Regions from separate parts of the Rattus norvegicus genome. Here region 2 is linked to region 1. A link is a contact called in public Hi-C data. All regions are on one chromosome and are shown on one strand. Each heading gives the region's core, a stretch centred on a gene start, on an enhancer-like site or on the middle of the called end of the contact. The rest is flanking DNA. Distances are from core to core; before and after follow the strand shown. Region 1 has its middle 100 kb from the start of Plekhg7. Region 2 has its middle 240 kb from the start of Plekhg7.

Region 1 (5,441 bases), core at 1,763-4,262:
GATACTCTCCAAAAGAAAAGGAAAAATTAAAGAGTATTGAACCAGCACATAACTCGAGAGAAAGGGAGAATGCCTTCAAAGTTCTAGAATTACTTTATAATTGTACCTCACACACTGATTTATATTATGATTTAAGCATAGAACATACTTCCACGTATTGATTTCCATGCCCTGGGAACGCAGATAAACACATCTCCCCTACTCTCCTTCGGACTGTGGGAGCACATCCCACAGCAGCAGAAAGGACGAGAAGAAAGAAAGGTCACAGAACAGGGTCAACGAAACACAGGAGATGGGCACAAACAGAGTGGTCGGATGCTCACACTTGTCTCGAAGCAGCCTCAGAAGGAATTTCAGAAGGGCGAGGGACAGCAATTATATAATTCGGATCTCTAACTGAACAGAAAAAGAAAGACAAACAACTTAAGAAAATGAAAATGAAGGAGGGGAGATGGGTTGATGGACAGAAAGAGAGCTGATTGTGCAAGCCTGAGGACTGGAGTTCAGATTCACAGCACCCACCCAACCCTGCAAGTCTATGGCAGCATGCCCATAATCCCAGCACGCCCATAATCCCAGCACGCCCGTAATCCCAGTGCGTGGGACTACTCAAATTAGTGAAATCTAAGTCCCAGTGAGAGTCCTGCCTTATTGTATAAGGTAGAGAGCCATCAAAGCCTCCTCACATCCACCCTAGGTCTCCACAGGCATGTGCATGCACATGCAACCCACACATGCAAATACATGCACAGCGCTCACACACACACACACACACACACACCACACCACAATAAGGAGGACACACGATCGGTCACTGTGAGAAGCAACCCCAACTTTCAGGGTACATGCCATTGATGAGCTCACAAACCGTAGACAAAGAAGGTATAATTACGCCCAGAGAACGCATGGGAAGTGTTAGGAATCTTGACAATGTAGAGGAAATTTACAAAAACTGGGCGAAAGAGGTGTCAGAGAACAGCAAGGTCACTCAGCCTAGACTGCTCTTCCTGTAGTGGCAGAGGTAACCAATGAAGCTGTGACAGAGAGATGCTGAGCAGAGGGACGGAGTGCCTAAGGTGCCGGACGTTCCTAAAGGACAATTCACAGTCTTAGACAAGTCTGTCTTGCTTTGCTATACCAAACCTCCTTGGGTCGTGGAATGATAAAAGATCTGTTTAGCTTACAGTTTTTCAGGCCAACGACTCAACCCTGAGTAAACCTGGAGTGTTCGGCTCTTGGTGAAAGTCCCCTATGTGCGCTACCTTGCAGCAGATGGTGTTGTGGGGGAGCCTGAGCAAGGGAAGAGAAAACACATGGCAGAGGCAGGAAGCCAGATCATGAGAAAGGTGAGTGTTATGTTTTATAACAACCCACTCTAAGAGGAAGTAAGCGGGTTCCCATACATATGGCTTTGATCCCTTTCATGTGAACTAATTACCTTGCTCTAATTACCCCACCTTCGCTTAAAGGTGCCCATCTCCAGCATTACCACACTGGTGACCGAGGTTTAGCACACAACCCTGGGCAACATACTCATGCTTCAATCAAACTATAGCTAACACCTAAAGGTAGTAGCTTAGAGACCAGCAAGACAAGCTGACTATTTCAGAGATGGAGTGGGTAAGTAAAAAACAGGTTCCAGAATTAAAAAGTTACACCTGAGCAGAGAGAGACACTGAGGCCAGAGAAGGGAGGAATGGAACAGTCGCTGTCTGCCTAATCGTGACTTTCATTGTTAGAGTGCGTGGTTCTCATCTATACTTCGATTAATTTTTTTTAATAATTGCTATAAAAATACAAAAGTACCTCAATTCCACTACAAAATATATTTAAATTTTTTCTTTCTTTTTTTTTTTTTTTCTTTTTTTCCGGAGCTGGGGACCGAACCCAGGTCCTTGCGCTTGCTAGGCAAGTGCTCTACCACTGAGCTAAATCCCCAGCCCCCACTACAAAATATATAATTCAATATTATAAACGATGTATATGCAACTCTCAAGAAAATATTCCACAATGGATTGAAAGCTGAACGTGACTTGCTTTATTTTCGTGAACAGCCACTGACTAATTCCAAAATGCTCAAACCCAGTGAGAGGAAAAGTGTCTTTCCACCCTTCCATCCCAAGACATCTAAGCTCATCGATTACAGGGTGCAGGGAATGCCTGATTGCTTTATGATGTCATCAGCTGCTACAGAAATTATTCATGACGCCCCTGCAGCGAGCTGAGCTACTCTGGTGCGGATACCTCCAGAATCCGACACCCTAACGAAGCACTTGTGATATTTAGATGCCGAGTGACTCCACACCAGTGCCTTCGCTCACGTTCAAAACATATATATTTTCCACCGGGAACTACAAGTGTATTTGCAACGAACATTTCTCCAAGCAACAAAGGAAATGTTCTGCAAAATGATGCTGAAACACTACCACCCAGGCTGGCCTTCTCACCAGCATCTTGCTGGTCAAATAGCTGGCCTGCCTGTGACTCAGAGACTGTTCACACTGGAAAGACAAAGCCGAGACTTCTGCTTAAACGCGCAAACAGTGCCCTCTGCTGGCAGAGATGGGATGTTAATTGCAGAAGAACTTAAGTCACAACAGGGAAAGGAGGAGGCGGGGGAGGGGAAGAGGAAGTGGGGGGAGGGGAGAGGAGGGAAAGGGGGTGGATGGAGAAGGAAATGAGACAAACAGGAGAGAGAGAGAGAGAGAGAGAGAGAGAGAGAGAGAGAGAGAGAGAGAGAGAGAGAGAGGGGAGAGAGAGAGAGAGAGAGAGAGAGAGAGAGAGAGAGAGAGAGAGAGAAAAGAACAGTGGGTTTTAGTCCTTTTTAAGGAAAGAAATGTTTGAAGCATACCACATACAAGACTCCAATATACTTCCTTAAATCCTAAAGTAACACTTGGCCCTGCCAGAAGCCCGCGCTAAGGAATGGTTTTACAGTGGCCATTCTTTGCCTGACTAAGTTATTCATTCAGCACAAGCCTCCCCTGGGGGTGTCCCAGTGCTCTGAATATGTGACAGACTCACTCAGAAGATATGAACTGTACCAAACAAAAATGTTACCTTAGGTCACAGACCAGGGCTCGTACAGGATCCCAGAAAGTCCCAGGCTGTTCGACATGTTTGTAAATGCTTGGGAAAATCTCAATGTTGTTTTGTTCTTCTTCTTCTTCTTCTTTTTTTTTTTTTCTGTTTCTGCTTTGACATAAGTGGTTGTTTGAAGGCAGCAAAATATATGCTATAGATACCCACATATTTTATAAATATACATATATATAATATGAAAGTCAGTATTTCTAATAACTTTCATTAAAAAGCAGCTTCCCACACCACTACAGTACTGGGATGAACAATGTAAAAATGTTCTCTTGTCACTAGGCCTTTGCACTGGTGAATACTGTGCCCATATTTAAATATGTTACAAAGCCAGCTTCTTAAACTGAAATGACCCCCACTACAGGGTCACTTAACTGAAGGTGACCGCTCCAAAGAGAGTGACAATAGCAGAAAACTCCTGAATGTGCGATGACCAAAGATAAACTCAACCTAAATTGTGTAACAGTTCCAAAGTGCTTCGGTCTAGGCTCACCTGTGTTACCCTGCACAGCTGTGTGGCCCCAGCTTGAGACACGCCTGTGCCCTGTATATGCCATCACTCCTCCCATCCACTATCCAGAGACATCATGCTCAGACACATGGCAGGCTACGGACTACGCAGTGTGTTTACTTTACACACAGTAGCTTTGTGCTCTTCTAGAAGTGTAGCAGCTTAATTATAGAAAACGGAGATGTTCCATCAACTTGCCTCAACCAGGAAGTGTCTCATGAGGATCATGTTGTGTTCGAACATTTGATTGTGAGGATTGCTATCCAAGTTAGCAGTGAGCGCCTAAACAATACTGATAAATTAGTTACTTTTAGCTTGTGTCTCAGACAGGACTTCCAACAAGCTTGACAACGGGTCTTACATACACTTCTCTGTTTCAGATTGTATATTGACGGAACATGGCCTTCTCAGCATTGGTAACTATAAAACTCAAAAGTATCAATCAGTTCTTTAAAACATGGAGCCTCCATGTCCTGGCATATTAACTATTCAGGCGAGGAACAACTCTTGTCATATTTACTAGTATAACTCTACAACTTCCTCTGCTGCTGACTTCATTGTCATTGTCCTGTGTCCCCGTGCGCCCATATGTTTGCTACACTTTCCATAAAGCACATCCAAAACCAAAACGTGTATCTATCCCTTTATCTAAAGACTCTCTTTTACTGTGAAGGCAGTGCCCATATCACAGAATAAAAAGTCTTGGTGACTGATTCTCGAATGCGAGTAACAACTTTAACTCTACTTGGGTGTAACCAGACATCCTTAGTGGCTATCAGGTATGCCAGGAGATTTGAGCTTCGGGAAGAAAGTTACAGGTTGCGTCCCTCATAGCTCATCAGGGTCATCCATGTTGGCAAAGTCACTGGCCTTCTCAGAGTTTGCCTCCCTACTTAAAAAAATAAGGCCTCAAGGATCTATACTGAGGACTAAAGATGATACGACTTAATCCTTACACAAGAGTGATGTGTCATAGGTGTTCAGTAAGCATTTGTTGACATCCTGACCTACAAAAGCACTCGAGTCACTGTGACTTGTTAACCTCCCCTCCATCTTCGCCTTTGTGACTTGGCAGATCTGACCCCACAGAGTCCACTCTGGTGCTTGGATCTCAGACGACCTTCTCCCACCAACCTCAGTGACAACTGGACACAATGTCTGCACTCTGTCTAGGAGAGAGATCAGGCCTAGAAGGGTTATACAACCCGATGTTTTAATCATGGCATTTGATTTTAGGTCAGAAAGATTTATTCCTGACTGATACCTTCCCGATCAGGTAACTGACCTTAATAAACCCCCCAGAGAAAGCTTATCTCTAGCCCCACACTACTCCAGCAGTGAGCTATGACTCCTGCAATAATGGGCAGATGATGTGATTTCTTGACATGGGATCCCCCTCCCCAAAGGAGACAGGATAATGTGTTCCATGGAATTCAATTGGAACTACAGCCAGATCACCTGGGGTCAAGTGTTTCAACAGCACAGCTCTGCGGCCTTCAAATGTAGGCTCGCCCTGTAAAACTGAGCTCATAATCTCAGCTTGGAGGGTTGTTTTGAAGGGAGGAGATAATCCTGTGTGGAAAGGAGCCAGGTGTGGAAGACAAACTCACTAACGGGGGCGGGGGTGGGGTGCAGGGGTTGTTACATAACCAAAGAGAATCAGACCACAGGCCTCCTGACCCTCCTCCACTTCCCCAAACACCTTCTATTCAGATCCTATAAAGTCAAACAAACCACAGTCTTTGGAACAGTGTTTTGGATATGAATGTTAGACTTTCAAACTTACAAATGAAGAAGAAACAGAGTCTTCTTTAACAAGATAAGCTGGGCTCGGGAT
Region 2 (5,441 bases), core at 1,147-3,646, 130 kb before region 1:
TTTTTTGTTGCCCCCTCCCCCACTCCAATTTCCTTCCCTTAAGGCAGCTCTAGACAATAAACACAGGAACTGGCTGGTCTTGATCATCACGAGGTCCTCTTGCCTCAGCCTCCAAGTCTGTGATGACTACACATGCCTAGGGGCAGCTCTACGGTTTCAATCTGCCCTCTATTGGCCAGAGTAATACCCTAAAAGAAGAATCATCTGCTACCAGACTTCTGGTTCTCTCCCATGCTACTTGCAATAAAACACAGTGATTCCAAGTCTGTGGCCACCTTTGTATACTGGTCTGTCACTTGTATAAATGTCTTTCTGGGGTGTTGTCAGGAAAATACCTGACACTAGGCACTCTGAGAATTCCTAAAATACCACACACTGCAAAGTCAGTGATTTGACCTGCTATGAGCCTGCTTCCAACCAAAACCCGCAGAAACAAATCACACTCCTTCACACTAGAGAGCCATCTTTCCTAAGGGTGGGGCCTTGTGTTTCTTGTGTTCAGTCCAGTTTCTCCTGTGTGTATTGTGACTTCTGCTTTTGCAAAACAGGACATTGCTTAACCAGGTCCTTACGGGAGGAAACACAGTCCAGCAAGCAGAACAATGATTTGAAAGTCCTGGGTTCTATTTTCAGCTCAGCCGTTGACTGGCTGTGCAGTCAGCCCTACGAAGGTCAAAAGCAAAATGGCCTTGCGTTGTTGGCTTTCTCGGTCTGCATAGCTCTGGATGGAAAACAAATCAGGGAGTTGGCACTCAGCCTTGAGGAACTGGAGTCTTAGGAGAATAGATGTATAGTCAGTCTTTGTTTTCAGTTTTAAAGCAAAAGTACAGAACAAACCTTCTGAGGTGGGGAAGTGGGCTGGTAGAGAATGGTAAGAGGAACCTGATGACCTTTCCAATAACTGTGGTGAAGGGATGGCTTGAGTCCTTCAGATCAAATAAAGGCTCCTTGGCCCAGGCTAGAATCTTCTGTGTGGGATATGGAAGAGACAAAGGAAACTGGGCTTTGACAGACTTCTGTGAACTGAGACAAAAACTGGTGTCCTGAATGCTGTCTGGTCGAGGACAGGCTGAGGACTGGAGGGGCCCTGGGGAAACTAGAAAGCTCGTGACCCCTTCTAAAGAAGTCTACACCTGCTACTTGTCCCTCAGATAAGCCAGCAACGGAGTCCTGAAGTGCTTGTGTTTCAAGAGACCATTTCCATTTTTACCAGGACCTCCTTTTTCTTTAAGCAAAGATACCACTTTTAAAGTGATAGTGGCAGTAGACAGGCAAAAATAGATGTATAACTTGAGCAGTGTCCTTTCCATATCTCTTTAACATGTCCATGGATGAGATTTCATAAGAGTTGAAGTTATTGTTTTGTGATAATGGTATTACTTTTAAACAAAAGGGTATTAGCAGTCTAGAGTACCTGAGTGTTGAAAACACACCAGTGCACAGGGCTGGGGAGATAACTTAGGTGATAAAGTGCTTGCTATACAAGCAAAAGGACTTGAGTTTGGATGCCCAGAACCCATGTGAAAAGTGACAGGGCAGTTGTCTTAGAGTTACTATTGCTGTGGTGAAACATCAACGCCTAAAGCAACTCAGGGAGGAAAAGGTTTATCTGATTTACATATCCTAAATCAGACTTTGTTGAAGCCAAAGCAGAAACTCCAGCAGGACTGGAACCTGGAGGCAGGAGTCGATTCAGAGGCTACGGAGGGGTGCTGCTTACTGCCTTGCTCCCAATGACTTGCTCAGACTACTTTCTTTTAGAGCCCAGAACCACCAACTACAACTGTAATCAACTACAACTGGGTCCTTCCACATTCAATCACTAATTACGGAAATGCTCTACAAACTTGCCTGATCTAAAGAAGGCATTCTCTCAGATGACTCTAGCCTGTGTGAAGATGACACAAAATCAGGCCATACAGTAGTCCGAAAGGATATCCTAGCACAGGACAGACCAAGACAGGAGATTCCTCGATGCTTGGTGGACAGCTACCCCTGCTCAATCCTCAAGCTGTGAATTCTTTGAGAGACCCAGTTTCAAAACCAGTGTGTCGATGTGATTTAGGGCGCCAGATGAAATGCATGTGCAGTACACATACAAGCACACCTTCACACACACGGATATACACACACACAAGACTTACACATGGGTCAAAACACAAAGATTCTGATTAAATTGGAGAAGCTTGCAGCCAGAGCACTGAGGAAGTGAAACGCTTCCTGTGTTTTTCCTAACACACAACCATGATCCACAGATGCTGCATTAACTATTTCTAGAAAGTTTTAAGAGCTTTGGGTCTTCTAGTTTTCAGATGCACAGCCGATCTGTGACACTGACTCAGAGAATGAACATTCAACATGGACTGTTTCCCTTTTCTTCTCAACTGAGACTGAATTGTTCAGCATCTCGCTTGCTGGGGACCTCAATGCCTTTCAGGCTCATTAAAAGCCAGCTGACAGCAGCCACTCACTGGGCAAAAATGGGTATTGTTACAAAAGTCAAATACAACAAAAGCCAAAGGAGAAGTGCGAGCTTAAGCACATTTAAGTATTTATGGGGAGAATTAATTTGTTGTCTGATGGTCACGCACTGGACCACAGAGCAAAGTACTCCTTTTAAAAGTGAAACTCAATCTCTGTCCACATTCTAAAGGCCATAAAACTCACCACATGAAACTAATAAATGAGGCATAAAAGTCATACTTGCAGAGTTTTGTTCTCCCTTATTTCATAGGCTGTGTGCATTATAAGTAACCCGAGTAAGTATCAGTGTTAGGTCCTCTTCTGGTTCTTATTCATCACTGGTTCTTCTTGCCATCTGCTCTATTTCTCATAAAACAATTCTAGCATGGAGTGAGAATATTAAATCATAAACAAAAGAACATTTGCGACAGGGCATTTCTTAGGTCTAGATGCATTGGAAGAGCCTCCAGCAAAGTTGATGTCAAGGACCCCCCCCATTGTATCTTCAATGCTTATTTTTATTTTATTTTGTGTGCATTTATGTTTTGCCTGCATATATGTCTGTGTCAAACCTCCTGGAACTGAAGTTATAGGTAGGTATGAGCTGCCATATGGGTGCTCAGAATTGAACCTGGGTGTTCTGGAATGGTAGCCAGTGCTCTTAACGGATGAGCCATCTCTCTATCCCTGAGTCCCTCATTCTAAAACAAACTGATAGCTCACCAGTAAAGGGACCGACCAGGATGGTGGTTCTCAATATGTGCGTCAAGACCTCAAATATCAAATATCCTGCATATTGGATATTTATATTACTATTCATAACAGTAGCAAAATTATAGTTATGAAGTAGCAATGAAAAAAGTTTTATGATTGGGATCATGAGGAACTGTATTAATGCCTCACAGCATTAGAAAGGTTGAGAACCACTGTGCTAGGAGAACATGAGAATGGTTCAATAATTGTTATCATATTGGCAACTTCCACCCTAGTCGTGGTGACTTTGAAGCTGGAACAAGCCTTTCTTTGGAAGACATTATAAATTCAGTGAGTGTCCTCCTTCTCAAGCCCCACCTAAATAGGTGCCTTTCATTTTTTTTTAACATAACTGTTGAAAAAAACACATCAGGAAAAACAAGAACTCCTAGAGAACTCTGTATGTGTTTTCTGTGCTTTAAGCACTGTAGCTCCTGATGTTTGATTCATATCTGAAGACACAGAATCAATGAATAAAGAGACCCTTTTCTCATGTCAGGGACAGGGCTATATTGTCATTAATCAATACTTCCAAAATTTGGTGGGAAAAAATGAGGACTTTTCTCATGAAAGGTAGATTGGGTCATTTTGGAAGATATTTCATGTAAGGGTAACATAATTCCTTCAGCAGCAGTTCTCAACCTGTGGGTGGAGACCTCTTTGGCAGACCTCTATCTCTAAAAATATTTACATTACGATTCATAACGGTAGAAGGTTAGAGTTATGAAGTGGCAACAAAAATAATTTATGGCTGGGGGTCATACCAAAAGAAGAAAGTGTATTAAAGGGTCACAGCATTAGGAAAGTTGAGAACCACCGTTTTAGGAGATAAACTTCCAAAAGCCAAGAGTAAAACTAGGCGGAAAGCACCAAGCCTGAAAAGGCATAGCTGAAGTAAAAGAAAAAGTTATCCAAGGATGATTTATGGTATGGGGAAAGAGAGATTGTTTAGAATAAACAACCACAGCAAAAATCAAAATACCCAGGAGAGGAAGAGCATGTGTGTGAGGGAGACACTCTGGAGATGCTGCCACCGGGTGATGATAGCTCTAATCAGAGTGGGAGATTTTATTGTACCTTCCTGCCTTCCTCTGGTGTTCCCATGTGCTTCCAAGAGGTCAAAAGTCATAGAGTTTTCTGGGAAAAGAAGAGCTGGAGAGAGAAAGTAAGGATAGCAGTTTAGGTCCTCCTCAAGGCTTTCAAACCTGGGTGGTTACAGAATTCTAACAATAGATGGCGGAAGGTCACATGGCTCTACCTCACCCTAGAACCTCTCTCAACCTTGGAAACAGGTGTGTTTTGGTTTTTTTGTTTTGTTTTGTTTTTATTATTATCTGTTAGTAATCAGAAATGACTCTAGAGACCAAAGGTTTGGAGTTGTCCTGTTCTGTTTGTTTGTTTGATTAGTGTATCCTAGGAGATCGGTTTAAGTTTGGTGGTGAGAAATGTCACCCAAGAGCTCATGTGTTTAAAAATGTGGTCTCCAGTTGGTATTGCTATTTTAGGAGGTTGCGGAACTTCTGGGACAAGAGCCCTATTAGACGAAGTCCATCACTGGAGTTGGGCTTTGAGAGTTTATAGCCTTACCTCGCTTTCAGTTCACACTCTTAGCTTTCTGGAATTCTTGAGCTGTGCTCTCTAAGCTTCTTGTTCTAGCCACCATGTCTATCCTTATGCAACCATTAGTGAAATAAACTCTTCTTTTTGTAAGTTGCTTTGGGTCATGGTATTTTGTCACAGCAAAAGAAAATTAATAAATGGCAAATAACTCAAATATCAAATCAGTAGGAACAAAAACAAGCTGCTTTCTATTTGTAAACTACACAGCACAACTCACACAGCAAACCAATTTATCTGGACTAGTGTGCTGGCTACTCTGTCAACTTGACACAAGCTAGAGTTATCCAAAAGGAATGAACCTCAATTGAGAAAATGACTCCATAGAATCTAAATCTAAGACATTTTCTCAATTAGTGCTTGATGGGGGAGGGCCCAGCCCATGGTAGGTGGTGCTATCCCTGGTCTTGTGGTCCTAGGTTCTCTAAGAAAGCAGGTTGAGTGGGAGCAAGTGAGTAAACAGCACCCACCCATAGCCTCTGCGTCATCTCCTGCCTCCAGGTTCCAGTCCTGTTTGAGTTCCTGTCCTGACGTCCATAATGATCAACAGTGATAATGAAAGTGCAAGCTGAATAAACCCTTTCCTCCCCTACCTGCCTTGCAGTCAT

Evidence for each region. Hi-C and Micro-C count contacts between places; a contact is called where the count stands out from the background.
Region 2: a contact with region 1 is called in a Hi-C map of Schwann cells, with 3 times the contacts expected there. The contact joins two enhancer-like sites. A contact is called at or near these places in 4 of 12 Hi-C or Micro-C datasets (Schwann cells, hepatocytes, kidney and 1 more).

What each region holds. Positions count from the first base shown.
Region 1 is chr7:32,792,967-32,798,407 of GRCr8, reverse strand. No RefSeq gene overlaps it. Among named protein-coding and RNA genes, the nearest start is that of Plekhg7, 100 kb to the right of the region's middle. Within about 2 kb of position 3,012, at least 15 of the 93 cell types and tissues checked have an H3K27ac peak or open chromatin away from gene starts, as enhancers often do. A contact at or near this core is called in Schwann cells, where this site is marked.
Region 2 is chr7:32,926,521-32,931,961 of GRCr8, reverse strand. No RefSeq gene overlaps it. Among named protein-coding and RNA genes, the nearest start is that of Plekhg7, 240 kb to the right of the region's middle. Within about 2 kb of position 2,396, at least 3 of the 93 cell types and tissues checked have an H3K27ac peak or open chromatin away from gene starts, as enhancers often do. A contact at or near this core is called in Schwann cells, where this site is marked.